3 separate regions of the Hordeum vulgare genome follow, and all the other regions are linked to region 3. A link is a contact called in public Hi-C data. All regions are on one chromosome and are shown on one strand. Each heading gives the region's core, a stretch centred on a gene start, on an enhancer-like site or on the middle of the called end of the contact. The rest is flanking DNA. Distances are from core to core; before and after follow the strand shown.

What was found. A called contact is a pair of places that touch in the nucleus more often than the background predicts.
Region 1: a contact with region 3 is called in a Hi-C map of leaf, with 4 times the contacts expected there. The contact joins the promoter of LOC123443002 here to the promoter of LOC123443000 in region 3. A contact is called at or near these places in 3 of 6 Hi-C or Micro-C datasets (leaf and seedling) and 1 of 1 datasets of contacts at active chromatin or transcription factors (embryo).
Region 2: a contact with region 3 is called in a Hi-C map of leaf, with 2.9 times the contacts expected there. The contact joins the promoter of LOC123442994 here to the promoter of LOC123443000 in region 3. A contact is called at or near these places in 2 of 6 Hi-C or Micro-C datasets (leaf and seedling).

The regions. Positions count from the first base shown.
Region 1 is chr3H:68,946,454-68,950,020 of MorexV3_pseudomolecules_assembly, reverse strand. LOC123443002 (transcription factor GTE8-like) reads left to right here and starts at 1,829. Exons shown (of 10, transcript XM_045119210.1): 1 at 1,829-2,311; 2 at 2,599-3,567. The coding sequence starts at 2,282.
Region 2 is chr3H:68,172,666-68,175,985 of MorexV3_pseudomolecules_assembly, reverse strand. It overlaps LOC123442994 (auxin-responsive protein IAA1-like), which reads right to left and starts at 1,332. Exons shown (of 5, transcript XM_045119202.1): 1 at 1,005-1,332; 2 at 635-858; 3 at 417-531. The coding sequence starts at 1,210.
Region 3 is chr3H:68,629,244-68,632,497 of MorexV3_pseudomolecules_assembly, reverse strand. It overlaps LOC123443000 (cell division cycle-associated protein 7-like), which reads left to right and starts at 1,594. Exons shown (of 5, transcript XM_045119208.1): 1 at 1,594-2,061; 2 at 2,780-3,016. The coding sequence starts at 1,679.

The DNA of each region.
Region 1 (3,567 bases), core at 580-3,079, 320 kb before region 3:
ATGATGGTCACGATGTTCACGTGAGCACAATACTTTTAACATGCTAAATTCTAAGGTGATGAGCTTGCCACTTCACGCCACACTTGTCATTATGTTGCGTAAGCAAATACTTAAAAGTTTTAAAACAAATCTCATCGATCACAAACTACTCCCACGTCTATACATATAAAGACTTTCGGAAATCTAATCAAATCCTAGACATAGAAGACTTTGAATTGGTGAATAGCTTTTAAATTGTCATTTTTTGAAATTTTGGATTTTCACAAAAAAATCACGAACATTAGTTTTGTTTACGAAGATTTTCTGAAATGCATAAAAAGTTTTCAAGTTCATGAGCATTTTTTGACTCAACAAACATTTTTTAGATTACTCTACCTTTTTAAAACCAGGGAACAATTTTTTTTACTTTTTGTGTACATTTTATAAATTTGATGGACACTTATTTCCGATTCCCGAATATGTTTTGAACACACGATCATTTTTTCAAAATCACGAGCATAATCATTTCCCGTCTATTTTTTCAAATCTTGATTTTTTTACAAATACACCAATATTGTTTGAATCCACGAAACTTTTATGATTTCCTAAAAAAAATTGAATTCACATACAATTTATAATTTTGCGAACATTTTTATAATTCACCACTTTGGAAATTTAGATATGCCGAATTAATTTATACTCCCTCCATTTCTAAATATAAGACCTAATAAAAATTACACCATAAACTATATACGGATGCATGTAGACATATTTTATAGTGTAGATTCACTCATTTTGCTCCGTATATAGTGTTCTAGTGAAATCTCAAAAATGTCTTATATTTAAAAACGGGGGAGTAGAAATATGAGAACAAAATGAGAAAAGAAGAAAGAAAAACGAACAAAAATAAAAGAGTCCAACCCCGCACACGCCGGCCTGGCTCATGAAGGGAGGACACTGCGTGAGAAAAGGATTGAAAGGAAAAACTGTACAGGATGGGGATCAAACGCTGGTCACCTACGTAGAACAACAATGCCTTAGTCACTATGGCGGACGAGTGTCTGTGCTCTCTTTTCGTATCATCTCTTTATAATAACAAACCAAACTGCAACTGTGGGAAAATCTGAAACGTTTTTTACTTATGGGTGGCATAGTGGGTAATTTATATCAACTTTAGGGATAGTATTAATGACGAACGACAGAAACACTAATTGCTTTATTATTAAAATAAAGAATAGAAACATGACTAATCATCCATTCACTTTCGTTTAATCTCGTTTTACTCTAATAGTTTTGATGATCCAACGGTAAATAGGAATTTTCCTATCCCGTACGTGGTTTGCTCGCTTCATTTTTGACGAGAAGAAATCCGTCGCTCCACTTCACAAGAGAGAAACACCCAGCAGGCAGACAAAGGAGTCTCAAGACCCACCTGCTTCCACGTGTCACCAGCCTTCACCTCCAAGTCACACCGCTCCCCAAATCCAGCAGGCCGTCACCCGCACCCAGATCCCGCGTGCCGGACAAAAGACGGCTGCTCCCCAAACAGCACGGGACCGAACGAAACCTACCCAACCCCAATGACACGCGGGCCCGGAAACCTCGTCGCCCCACGGTACATCGTCGGACAGCGCGCGATCCTTCTCCAAACCAGAAACCTTCTGGAAGAAAGTCAAAGCGCGCTCCGCTCCACGTCACGCCGGTCCCGGCGGGCCCCGCGCCTACATCTCCCCCTCTGCCCGTCCGATCCCCGCGAACCGACGGCCACGATCCGGCACGCACCGCCCACCGCACCCCGCCTCTCCTATAAATACCCACCTAGAGGGAGCGCCCGTCCCCCGCGCGTCAAGTCGCATCGAATCGTACCGTTTCGCTCCGCTCTTCTCAGCTCCGGTCCACTTCGGGTCTAGACTGGACTCGTGCGCAGGAACCGACTCTACTTTGGGTTCGGGCTCGGTCGCTTCGGCGAGGACAAGGGGTTCGGGCTCGGTCGCTTCGTCGAGGAAAAGGATAAGCAGCCACGGACGCCCACCGCATCGCACCCTGCACCTCCCGTCTCACCCGACGCCGCGGCCGGAGCCCGGAGAATCCACGCCGCGGCCGCTCGCCGTCCCGCTCCCAGGAGGCCCCGTGGCCCGCCCGCACGGTGACCCGGCGGCAGTCCTGCCCACAGTAGGCAGAGGGCGGAGGCGCTAGCCGGCTCACCGTCGAGCCACAGCGGCGGATCTGTCCTCGAGCCACAGCCGCCGAGGGCGTTGACGCCGGGCAGGGGATCACGGGGCGCCCCACGGTCTCGTTCCAGATGCCAACGACCTCAATCTCCAAGCCTAAGGTGAATTAATCCCCTTCCAATCTGAATTTCATTCGTTGACATGTGCATTTGTAGCTTCTGTCTGGATTTAGATCTGACTGATTTCACTAGTAAAAACATAACAAATGATGCTGCCATATCCCGCTTTCAAGCCATGACATAGGCTCGCTTGGCACGGATTGGTCCCAGGGCCAGGTGTAATGTTAGGGTTTTGCTGCACAGCATGTAAATCTCGGTTTGTGTGCTTTCGTTTCAACCGGCAAGAGATTTGAATTTGGTTTCTGAAGCTGTTTGTCGTTATTCTGCAGATCCGCGCCTCGCTGGCGCCTGGTTACATGGGACCAACGGTCCGCATGGAGTCTGGCCCGCAGATTCAGACTAAACGGAGTTATGATGAAATAGCCTACCGTGGCGCGGGTTACGCAGAGACTGTGGGTGAGTCAGGCAGCCCTGTTCGTGTTGGCTCGGAAGATTTCTCTGTGCCAAAACGCAAGTGCATCAGCCTTAATAGTGATGGCTTTGATGTCAAGCGAGAGATCTTTGTCCCGTCTAAGATGTCGTCGTCTGAGCGGCGCTACCTTCGGAAGAGATTCCGGACAGAGCTTGATTCGGTTCGAGAACTCCTCAAGAAGCCAGAGTTTTTGTCCATCATGCCTGTCAGCAAAGCACCTGCGTTCTCATCGTCAGCTGCCCCTAGATCTAAAAAAGTGCAACGGGGAAGCCATGTTGTCCGTGGTGCCAAGGGACGCTTCTTGCCAACAAAACCCCGGCCTGAAACGTCTACAGTGTTGCCTGAAGCTACAATTCTGAAGCAGTGCGAAGCTATCCTTAAGAAGCTGATGACTCAGAAATGTAGTCATATTTTTAATGATCCAGTAGACGTGGAAAAGCTGAACCTTCCAGATTATAATGACATTATCAAGCACCCGATGGACCTTGGGACCATCAAGAAGAAGCTAGATTCTGGTTCCTACGCAAGTCCATATGATTTTGCAGCTGATGTCAGGCTGACCTTTAACAATGCGATAACTTATAATCCTCGAGGGCATGTAGTGCATGATCTGGCCATTCAACTGAATAAAATGTTTGAGTCCAGATGGAGAACAGTTGAGAAGAAGTTAGCTACTGCCGCCACTAAGCCACATGTTGAGGCTGATAGGGCTGACTCAAAGAGGAGGAAGACCCCTCCTGTGGACCGAAGTAACCTATCAATAGACCCTGTCAGGCTAACTGAGATTGTGAAGCCAAAGATGACATCCAAGGAGAGAGAAACCTTT
Region 2 (3,320 bases), core at 83-2,582, 460 kb after region 3:
CCACGCAATGCACTGTGTTAGTGCCAACAACCAACAACATCTCCTGGGGATCGAATTATTACGTATGAAAAATCAATCTCTTGCTCTGAACCGCAAACAAAGCAACCTTGGTGTTTCCTACCCAAATCGTAAAGCAAACAATTCATCACAACCATGTCCGTTGCAGATCTCAATCAAGCAAGCAATCTAATCTTAACAAAAATCACTTGTGAAAGTACTACGGGATTTGGTCAATTCACCCAGATCAAGGATAAGCACTTTGATCAGTCCTGACAAACAAATTAACCCAGTCCAAACAATCATGCAAGCACATAGTAGCAGAAATTAGCGTTAGGACACAAACTTTGCATAAGTAAGTAAGTAAAGAAACGAAACCATCAAGGTTAAAGGAGAGGACGATGGCGCAAGAAGCTCACTTCCAGGGGACGTCGCCGACGAGCATCCAATCGCCGTCCTTGTCCTCGTAGGTGGGCACGTACTCCGTCCCGTTCACCGCGTCCACCAGCTTCTTCTCGTCGTTGGCGAACTTCCCTGCGCACCCACACCCAGCACGTCGTCAGCTGAGAACAGAACATGAAGCCGGCAAGCATGAGCAGCGGCCGGAGGCGGGGAGGGGCCGAACTGAGGTACTCACTGATGGTGAAGTGGGAGCGGAACTTGTCCTGGAGCGCGCGGAGGAGCTGGTCGTAGCCGGCGTGGTCCCGCAGGTTCACCTTGCGCAGGTACGGCGCGCCGTCGACGGCCACCTTGACGAACTTGGCCGGCGCGGCCGCCGCCGCCCTGGTGGAACCGGCGGCGACGTTCTCGAGCGCATTCTTGCGGAACGACCTCACCGGCGGCCAGCCCACCACCCGCGCCCTGGCGAACCAAACGAACAACGGAAACCCCAGTCAGGTCAGTCAATCCCAACCCAACGAATTCCCGCGCGGTTCATCGCAAGCAAGAAAGCCTTTTTTTTACGGGGAACAGACAGACAAGGGAGGGGGAGGGACGGCGGCACGTACTTGGGGGCCGGCGGAGCCTCGGCGAGGAGGGAGGAGCGGTCGGCGAGGGAGCGGGAGGAGGAGGAGGAGGAGGCGCCGCGCTTGCGGTCGGGGTCGGCGGGGGAGGAGCCGGGAAGGCGCAGGGTGAGCGTGAGCGCGGTGTCCTCGAAGTCGAGCCCGGACACCGCGGAGGACTCCGTGGAGCTCCGCTCCGTCTCCGCCGACATGGCCGCCGGCCTCTCTTGAGCTCCGCGCGTGTCGGCGGTGTCGGCTGCGTCGTCTTCCTCGGCTGCTGCGGCTGGTGCTGCCTGTGGTCCAGCTTTGTGTTGTGCGGTCCGGGGCGGCGGCAGGTTGGTTATAGACAGAGGCGGGCGGGCGGGCGGGCGGCCACCGGTCACCGACGGTCAACGGTCACGGCGCCGAGCTTTACGCACCGACACAAGCCCTACGCCTTATTTCCACCTACGCCCCTGCTTCCATCCCTGGCTAGGGCTGCGGTGCAATGCTAGACAAGCACGAGGGGCAGAGCGCAAAAGAGGCAGGGGTCGGCCTTCCCGAAACGGAACGGATGGCACGGGGCGGGTGGGCCCGGGCTGCCGGTTGGGCGCCCTGCAGCGGCCCGCGGAACCGGCGAGCGGCGGGGCCGGGCGATGGGCAGCGGACGGCGCGGGAGGCCCGTCCAGGACGGAACTGCTGGGGGCGCGCGTCGTATCGATATCATGGGCGCACGCACGTACGGTTGCACCGTCGGCCTCAACCAACATGGATCCGTCCGTGCTGCCGGTGGGTCGCGCCCGATGGAACCAAATCTTGTGCGGGGGCTTTGTTCCCGGCTGACACGCCACCTTGTTCCGATTGGTTTTTGGCCAAGGGTCAAAAATGGTTCCGAGATTTTGTTTGGAGAAACACAACATGCGTTGTATCCTCTGTTCATAAATATACTCTCTCCGTTCATAAATAATTATAGCTAGAGAAAACTAAACTAAAAAAATCAACTATGATTATTTAAAAACGAAGAAAGTATAATTATTTTTAAAATATTTTGATATGAACTACATACAGATATATATAGATATATTTTAAAATATAGTTCCATTCATTTCATTTCATATGTAGTTTGGAATAGAATCTTCCGGAAAGAAAATTAAGAACAGAGGGAGTAGACGGATCACGAGATTGACAAAGTCATCAGGGACATCTAATCAAGTCAATCTGAGGAGTTGTTTATTTTTTTAAAGCTAAAAGAGAGACAACTTACTTTTTAAGACGCCCAAAAAGACTGACCCCTAATCAAGTAATCATTGATCGACATGGCAAACCAATTGATAATTGGAGGGTTGTTTATGGGTATAGCATGAGTACTTGGAGAGATAATTGATTTTCGAGAAGTTCTGGCCTAAAAATTACGGGCAAAAGGAACAAAACAAGGCTCAAGTGGGTGTCTCATTTATTTTTGACCGGATCGAGGAGATGGGACGAGCTTGAAGGAATATGTTGTATCCCCATGATGCAGAGGAAAATTTAGTCTACGTATTATGTCGTCTGAAGATGATGATTTTATTGCGTGGCATTTTGAGAAGAATTGTTTTTTAGTTAACAATGCGTACAACCTTGTGTTAAATCTCAAGGATGTCTTCGGGCAGTCTAGTGGTGTTGTGAATGGAAAAGGAGAGTGTGTATGGTATTATTCGGAAGATAATCCCCTCCCGACAAGATATTATTTTTTGCTTAATGTGTTGTATCCAATAGTTTAGCAGTCCAAGTTATAGAGCAACGCACCATCAAACTAATTCTGATATGTGCTCCAATTGTGGTGTCAAAGACGAAAGTGTTTTTCATACTCTCGTTATGTGCCTAAGGCTCGTGCGTTGCGTGTGCTATGAAAAATATTTGGGATATGTCGGGGGAGGAGCTATTTATATTTCGAGGACTAGATTTATTGCTTGTGTTGATGGAAAAGCTTCTCGCAGCTTGGCATTTGAAAACAATTTGATTTTGGGTAAGGGGAATGCATTTGTTTCTGCTTTTACTGCTTTTGTGGATACTTATTGGTTGTCCTTTACTTCTTGTCACTTTGTTGCGGAGACCAAGTCAAATCACAAAGGTAAGAGTTTAGCGACTAAGGCACACCTAATGTATCAGCCACAAAGAGCATTGTGCAATGGCAACCTTCCCCACCTAATTGTTTTCAGGTTAATGACGATGTTAGTTTTGTGGAGGGTTTGGGTTTCGCAAGTGTTGGGGTCATCTTGCAAGGAATTCTGTAGATGACGTCATCATCTCATCGTGAGATTTTACTGGACGATGTTCCCGTGTGGATAAAGGTGAGCTTAGGGC
Region 3 (3,254 bases), core at 345-2,844:
TGTATATCTATTAGCATTTAATCCTTGCAAGTAACGAGTTTAAGGGGCTTGACAACCCTTTTGTCTGCATTGGGTGCAAGTGTTTGGTTTTGTGTGTGTAGGTGCTGCCGACGAGGGTTTGCGTGATTCTCCCATTGGTTTCATAACCTTGATTCTCACTGAGGGGAATATTTATCTCTAGTGTGTTGCATCTTCTCTCCTATTCGGGGAAAATCCCAATGCATTTTAAAAGTAGCATCATCAACAACGTCTTCTTCCCGGCGCATAACTAGTTCAATACCAATGCACCCATGACTAACTCGGTGCCTCCTTGCGCCCGCAGCTCCATGGCGACTTCCTTGACACCGGCTATCTCGACTCGACATCGACCACGACGTTCTTTGCACGGCTACCTCGATAATGGTTACACCATCCTATGCTTTTGGCTACCTCGGCATCAGCACGAAGGGCTATCTCATTGCTTGAGCAACCTCGTCGGTTTTTACTCCACTCACGACTTCCGTGATACATCGACCGTTATGACTGTGTGTGGGGGGGGGGGGGGGGTCACGGGCTTACCTTCAGATTCTTCTTCAGTCTCACCGTCTTTGTGGCTACTGTTGTGACCGCGAAGGGATGTTGAATATAATGATTATTAGGAAGTATATGATAGATTAGGATTGTTTCTACCTTGACTTTTACTCCAAGATGGTCATGTACTTTTATATATATGCCCACGGGGCTCAAGCAATACAATCCAACCATTCAACCAATCATCTTATCCCTTCTAACAATATTGATAGAACAATGTAACAATTGATTCGAACAGTTCTTTATTGATTACAAATGAACACTTATATCCAATGGAAACAGACGCATCAGAGGGACGCAATGGTCCATAAAGATGTCGTTCCGCGGGAATTATGTGAGAGTTGTTTTGGCTATGGGGTGCACGTGCTCCCTGATAAACAGTAAATTCAAATAAAATGATCTTTTCTGTTGATGTTCTTTTTAATATAATAAGTGTGTTTTTTTTAATATAATAAGTGTGCTCGATAAACAGGATAGCAATGCTTCGAAGGAAAAAAAAAATATGTGTAACATTTGAATATAGGGTAACATTTTACGTTCAACTTGTAACAAAAATATGTGTAACATGTGATGTTCAACTTGTTCATTTTACGCACGACAAGATGCTTAAGCTTATCCCTTAAAAGTTTTGCATGTAGCATTTTGATGTGACAATGAACACAAGCATTTCTTTCTAAAAAAATTAACATTTACAGAAACCATTTTTAATACGCAGGAACGTATGCTCCCAAGAGCCGAACTGCATTTACCGGGGATTATCCCCTAAAGTTATTTATTTTTAACACTCCCCCAGTCGTGTCGATGCGTGGCGTGATCCCACTATCCACTACTGCTAGCCCCACGAGCTCGCGCGAACGTGGGTTCCGCTCACTGACCGGCGGCCCCCCTCTCCGCGAGGCGCGGGCCCCAGCTGCCAGTCTCAGTAGCAGGTTCCCAACGGTCACCGCAGCACGCGGCGAGGTAAACCGCGCGGTCGCACTACATATCACCCCACCACGCACGCACCGGCAAAACCTCAATCTAACCGTTGGGGTTTCCCGGCTTCCTCCCTTCCCCCACAAACCTCGCCACCTCGGAAACGCCGCCGCCGCCGGAAGAAGAAGAAGCCATGGCGACCACCCAGCCCATCGCCAGCGCGGAGGCCTCCTCCCCGGCGGCGCAGGCGAAGCGCCGCGGCCGCCCGCCCAAGGGCCCGCTGGCGGCGGCCGAGGTCGAGGCGCCGAGGACCCCGTCGCCCGTGTCCCCGCTGACGGCCGCGGCGGAAGGCTACGAGCGGGAGCGGGAGGCGAGGATCAGGGAGAACATGGAGCGGATGCAGAAGCTCGGCCTCGTCGACCTCGCCACCCGCTTCAACCAGTCCGCCACCCCCGCCGGCACCGGCACCGGTCGCGGCCGCTGGCGACGGAGGCCGGAGACGCCGGGCTCCCCCGCCGACGCCGCCGCTCCCAGGATCAGGACCGCCTCCTCGACGCCCGCGCGCCGGTCTCTCAGGTTCGTTTGCGGCGGGCGGATCTATCTTCTTGGCATGTAGTAGCTTCATCTCCTCTTCGGTTTATTGGAGGAATCCACGGACTTCTTGTGCGGCTTATTACTCTTCTGCTCATCATCTTCATCCCACTGCAAATGCTCTTCATCTTGTGCAGCTTGTTATTCTTGTGCGTCTATCATCAAGTATGAACATGCTAATTTCGTTCCCCTTTTGCAGTATGAGTATTGCCCTTTTTCATGTTTGTTGTATAGATTTGGTCGTATAACGTGAAATCTGGTAATTATGCTCCTGGCCGTTTGTTTCACCCTGACTACTACTTTTGGTAGTATTTTAATGCTTACCCTCTGAAATTGGCACCTCAAATCCTTAGTTTCCCGAAATAGGTTGATTTCTCATGGGATATTTATCGTCAAGTTCATGCCACAAGTTCAGATTCAGTAAGAGACTGTCGCTTTCTTGTGTACATGAAGACAATTTACATTCCTTTTTACAGTGCATCAAGTTATCTGGGGGCGTTTTTTTTTCTTCTTTTTTTGGTTCAAAGGTCTACATTAGGCAATACTACAGAAGAATTCTTGTATTTATGTTGATTGAGTTTAAGCTAGCGGGTTGATAACTTTTGATATTCATTTTCTTCAATCCTTAACATTCAGTCACCGCAGGTGCCCCTTTCCTGGCATTAATGTGAATCTTACTCGTTTGCGATCATGTTCAATTTAGGTTGAAGAGCGTGGAGCCGGTTAGCTATGTTGAAATCTGCGAGAAAAAAGAGAAGGGTCTTGAAGGTGGAAGGCCTTTCTCGATTGAGGAAGGATGCAAGGAAGAAGTTTACACAGAAGAGCATGAGAAGCTTTTAGGTACATGTGGGACACCCTGGACTCTCTTTGTGGACGGTTGTGACAAGGATGGTAAGCGCATCTATGATCAAGTGAGGGGCCAAACCTGTCATCAGTGCCGGTAAGTCCCCCTCCCCTCAGATTCTTGTAAAATTTGTACACGTTCCTTTGCTAGACCGTTCTCATCTGTGCAGTTTGCTGAACTTATAGCATAAATAGAAGCATTAACATGAACCTATAACACTTATTGTGTGGTAAAAAGGGTCTATTCTCAGTGTGAAGAGAATGTAAAAATTAACAAAGACATGCTGTTGTAAGTTATTGCAGTCAGAATCTGTGAGTTTCTAGTGATGTATCGA